Regions from separate parts of the Danio rerio genome. Here region 1 is linked to region 2. Evidence: chromatin contacts called from public Micro-C data. All regions are on one chromosome and are shown on one strand. The core of a region is the stretch at or near the end of the contact, and the rest is flanking DNA. Distances in the headings are between cores, read along the strand shown. Region 1 overlaps LOC141379124 (a long non-coding RNA gene). Region 2 holds the start of bag6l (BCL2 associated athanogene 6, like).

Evidence for each region. Hi-C and Micro-C count contacts between places; a contact is called where the count stands out from the background.
Region 1: a Micro-C map of caudal fin shows a contact between it and region 2, with 4 times the contacts expected there. The contact joins the enhancer-like site here to the promoter of bag6l in region 2. A contact is called at or near these places in 4 of 18 Hi-C or Micro-C datasets (caudal fin, embryo, hematopoietic stem cells and 1 more).

What each region holds. Positions count from the first base shown.
Region 1 is chr19:33,313,544-33,316,243 of GRCz12tu, reverse strand. The region is part of intron 1 of LOC141379124 (a long non-coding RNA gene); the gene reads left to right. Among named protein-coding and RNA genes, the nearest start is that of mfsd2ab, 21 kb to the left of the region's middle. Within about 2 kb of position 1,418, at least 17 of the 62 cell types and tissues checked have an H3K27ac peak or open chromatin away from gene starts, as enhancers often do. A contact at or near this core is called in caudal fin, where this site is marked.
Region 2 is chr19:32,980,964-32,983,663 of GRCz12tu, reverse strand. bag6l (BCL2 associated athanogene 6, like) reads left to right here and starts at 1,273. Exons shown (of 24, transcript NM_001328276.1): 1 at 1,273-1,403; 2 at 1,930-2,021; 3 at 2,521-2,638. The coding sequence starts at 1,944. It overlaps LOC141379131 (a long non-coding RNA gene), which reads right to left. Exons shown (of 2, transcript XR_012395132.1): 2 at 1,294-2,700.

The sequences.
Region 1 (2,700 bases), core at 169-2,668, 330 kb before region 2:
ACGTCACCAATGCAATGTGTTTGCAAAAATGTAGCCCTGTGCTTGTTTTCCCAATGAGTTGAAATTAGTTATTCTTTACTTGTTCCAAGTGATGATGTGAATGCATCCAGGAAAATTATCTGAGAGGAAACTAGTTTTTAGTGTTACCATATATTAGTTCTTGTTACTACCCATGCAAAAGACACTATTAGCTTTCTGTACATAAATGTAACACATTAGAATATGGATCCGTTGTTTCATATAGTCTCCAGCTGCCCAGTCAATGTTCACTTACATCACTATAGTTCCTATTGCGTTAAGATAGACCAGCGTAATCTCACAGCAGTTAACTTTTTGATTTAGTGGCTAATTTGCATTCATGTGTACAATCTCATTTGTACATTTTAGTATGACTTGCTCATCCCATAATGAGGGCTAGTGTTGGGGAGGGCTTTGGGGCCACACTTCATTTTAAAATTCATGTCATGTTTGAACAAATTACTCTTCTGACCATATGTAAAATTATGTTTCCTTGTGAGATCATGCTGGATTGACCCAACTCTGAAAGGTAAACACATTTAGTCCCACTGTTTCAACACTTTGTCAATTGGTCAATGTTTTTCCTATTCACTGGCTTGCTTGCTTGGATTGGGATTGTGGAGCTGTGCACCGATGAATTCTCTCTTCAGTGTTTAAACTTTCAGCAGTGAAATTTAAACCACACTAAACTAAACTAAACTGAACTTTACTAGAACTTCTATGTTAAGCGGCTTTGACACAATCTAAAAGGGCTATAGAAATAAAGATGAATTGAATTGATGGAGTTCCTGTAACTAAGAGCATTGCCAAAAAGGTTCTATTGGACCTAGAAAAAAGTTAATCTGGTGCAAAAGCCCCTATAAAGCAATTTACAATGGTGTCAAGAATCAAAGACCTGAAATATCCATTTTATAACACGATCATGTCAGACCCCACACAGAGTAAAAGTTTAGGCTGGTTGTAAGAAACTCCTTAGAGACCAAAGCAAAAGAAGCAGGTCTTTGATGAAAGCTGATAGACAGATGAGCAACTCCAGCTGTCCAGATCCCCTAGGCATCGGTTTACAGCAGCCTAAGTGCCTCCCCAAGAGATCCAAAGCAAATGCACGCAGGCCCCACTACCCTTTAACATACAATATGATACACCACATACTGTCCTCATATCAGCTCTGTTTTCATGCAGCCACACACTCATGTAGACTCACACAGATCTCGCTGTTCTTTCTCCACACTTCATTTTATTGCTTTTATGTCAGAATTGCAGGGCAGTAAAACACATGCCCTCCCCGCAGATGCTCAAACAAACTCATGCATGCTGAAGCAGCTGATTCTCTGTCTCTCTCCTCGGGGGGCTCTGCTGGTGCCAGACCCAACGGCTGAATGTTGTAATGCTGTTATTCTCTAGCACTTAAATGCCTCAGCTGTCGAAAAAATTCATGCCGCCTGCCAAACATCCTGGGCCTAGTACAAACTTCGGGGATGTTTTAGTAGCGATTTTTTTGTCTGTCTTCTGACCTCTGCTGTCTAAATCAAGCAGTGTTTGCACTGAAAGATATATTATTTTATTCATTCATTCGCTCATGCAGAAGGCCGGCAGCCAAACCTAAACCTACAGGACGTGTAACAGAGTAAGAAAGAAACAGCACAATTGAAAGCTGTAACATAAATCACAGTTGTTTCTCCAAGACCATGGTAACATTAACTGCAAAGGAAATTGACATCTGCAAAAATTAATAACCTATCAGATTTTTCCTCTGGTAAAAAAAAGGTTTCTCCTCGTGTTTCTTTATTTTAGACTACATCATCGGTTTTGCTATAGTTAAACTCAGATTTGTCTGCTTTTAAGCGACTCAGGATTCAAAATGTCAGTATAAACTCAGCATTTCTTATAACAGTTTTTATTGATCACAAGATTTCAGCTTGAGGTTTTCAGACTATTGATGCTAAGAATGCTAAATTAGTATTTAGGATTATGCTTTTTAAATGTTTATATAGCCATAAATATTACATTTTATTAATGTGTTAGTAAATAATATTTAAAGGGCACCTATGAGGAACTTTTGCAAGCTTTTTGGACAGAGCTGTGTGTAGGTATAGTGTGTCCACAGTGATACTGGAGTGATATAAACACAACAAGTCTCTTTTTTATTTCATGGAGTTAAAATAGGACCATTGTGGTATAGGAGTGCAGTTTTCCGCGCCCACCGAATTGATTGACAGGCAAAGAAACTTAAAATATTTCTTCCAACTCTCTGTGATTTTTATTAGTTAAAAACTTTTTTAAAAGAGAGCATGTTTGTAATAAAGGCAGTAAAATCGATATGCAATTCTTAACCATTATAATCACCACGGCTGCATGGTATCAGTAAATGCTAATATGTCTGTGTGTGCTTTACCGCAAACAGCATTTATGTAAGACTCAGAAAGGTTTGAAAAAACTCCACCACAAATACATGAAACTTACTTGGCATTTGTTGACTAATGAGTTGCATTTTAGCTTCATCTGTGTCTGTATCTATCACTGACTGCTGTTTATCTGACTTAATGCATGATGAGAAGCAGACATGCATGTGGGAACGGTGAGCAAGGAGAAGCAGCTCATTTGCATTTAAAGCCACAGGCTACAAAAACCGCTACAGTATACAGACACAAAAATGGGGAGATTCTGGAGGCTTTAAATAAT
Region 2 (2,700 bases), core at 24-2,523:
AGATTTATTAAACTGATATATTTATTAAAATAATATTTCATTCACCGAACATCTTTAGAAACAGAAGATAATACATTTTAATGAATGTATTGGGGAAAAGATTACAAACTACAAAATTTCAACTAAATTTTATATATATTTTTTGTTTCTGTTGAATTTTGCTCTATTACATTTTTTGTTCAATATTTTTCTCTAACATATCAATTTAGATGTACTAATTCTGGACCGTTATCATAAATTATTTTGTTAGATTAGCCCTAGATCTAATATTGATTTAAACGAGAGGTTTGTGAGTGATTTACTCGTATATGGTGAGCACTGTATTGTTATTGTCTGCATATTTGACCCCTATTTTGTGTGCTGCATGCTAAGTAAACTGATAACTTATAAATGATAGTCAGTGCTAATTTTTGAACTTCTGAAGATATATTATATATTTTACAGTCTATGATTATACACTTCTGCTCAAACCTTGTTCTCCTCACTGTCACTACAATCTCATTGTCCTCAGATTCGCCTAACTCCTAGATCCTGCTCTTCCATAGAACAAGCCTACGTCCATTTTTCTGTCAAACATGTTAAAAATCATACAATATGTAAAAATTATAATATTTGAAAATGCCCACATGTAATGTCAGTAAACACATCTTGAAAAGTACCACTTATCGCACGACGTTGCCCTGAGGCAACGAAAAGAAAAAAAAACATTTCTGAACATGTAGAATAAAAAAAAGCTTCATAAATCCTGACAAAAGGCTTCTCTACAACTTCACAAAATAAACACATTTTTTTGTGCAGTTTATGTCACTTTAAACGAGGTTAAATAAGCAAATAATCTTAACTTCTTCTAATGCCATGTGCTCCTGTCAACACGAGTCAGAAGATGAAGTTCCACCCGGTGCTCGATAGTGACTCCCACACCTTATTGGATGTTTTATTGATACTTTTTCTAACATTTGAATTGGTTGCAATCGTTTTTTTTTTTATCTGTGCTTAGAACGAGCCTTAAAAAACTTTATATTGCCTGAGGGCAACGCTGTGCTGTAGAGTGGAAAATGAGTCGATAACAGCAAAAATGTCCACGTTTTGAGAACAAAAAGAACCACTCATTTCACTAGGCTGGCTACGGACCTAAATTATGAACTTTAATTTCTAAAGGAGTACACTTAACTTGAAAACACCACAAACCACTACGCTGGTTTGGGGAAAAAATCACGCCTTCACACAAAAACCTTATTTTGAAATCCCTCTTTTGTCAGAAAGCATGACGTCACTTCATGTCACCGAATGGGATTTGCTATGCTAGCTGCTTAGCTAGCCATGTCTCTATAGTCGTTGTGTAAGATAAAATAATTAGCATTAAAAACCCTGAATCGTCGAACTACAACAGTTATCTGTTACATGTAAGGTGTTTGATGTTTTGCATATCTAACCCATATATATGTTGCTGTTATCCATATTTAACTTGCGTTATTGTTTTTTTCTGGAGTAACCGAATTGCTTTGATATGTTAGCAAAAAACTTGTTAGCCTTTCTTGTATATTATAGCAGTGTTGTTTAACAGTAGCGATAAGTTATGTATATTCGTGTTTATAAAAATAAGCATAGCTAATTTAATATTTTGCATGAAAGTATATTAAAATAAAGTGCAATATGCGACCGCAAGCATCTTCAGTGCCAGTAGCGCCCAGCGTTACTATGGAGACAAAACAAGAACGCACCCACTTAAATCAGTGAAGCCGCACTGTCAGATTTGACGTTTCTCTGGCAATAAAATACGCGGTCAAACTTATAGTCAGCAGCTTTGATTTGAACGAGTACTGCGGTTTATTGTTACATCATAGATGCTGTTTGATATCTGCTAATTAAAGATGTCAATCTTTTTTAATCATTTTTAGAAACTTTTTCCATCTTCTCACCTTTTAAAAGAAATTTTGGAGGTCATGGAGGAATCAGGAGTCATAGAGGTGACCGTAAAAACTCTGGACTCCCAGAGCAGGACGTTCACCGTCAGAGGAGAGGTGTGTGTTTTTGTCAGCTTTGTGATATATTTGCACCAAACAAGGTCATTTTAGAATATAAACTTTATACACAACAAAGATGTGGCGTTTCACATTAGAAAATTGAACTTAAAATCTCAGTATGGTCGCTGGCCTCTTGCACCAGTGATGCCATTTGGAGCCCAAATCTGTAGTTAAGCTGTCCTCGTTGTTCATGGCATCAGTTGACTAAATTGAAGCAAACATACCTCAGCATAATTTAATACGTCCTAAAATTGTGGAAACCATATGAAAAATTGTCATTAATTTTTAGCTTGACTCACATTACAATTGTTTACACAGAGAGGATGGAATTTATGACCTATACTGCAGCCAGCCACCACTTTTAAGTTTGTTCAGATTCAGCTTGTGTGCACAGTATAAACATATACTACTGCGTTTAAACTGATTAACAAGCTTTACTTTGATGAATCAATTTTGTTGCTGTTAATGTTTTGGATGTCACCTTTCTTACTTTCAGTGGACAGTGAAGCAGTTTAAGGAGCACATCGCTGCTTCTGTTGAAATCTCTGTGGATAAGCAGAGGTTGATTTACCAGGGTAAAGTGCTACAGGATGAAAGGACACTTACAGAATACAGTAAGTCACTTCTTCACTGTTTGTTTCACTTAGCTTGTCAGTTTTGGCACAATTCAGTCTGC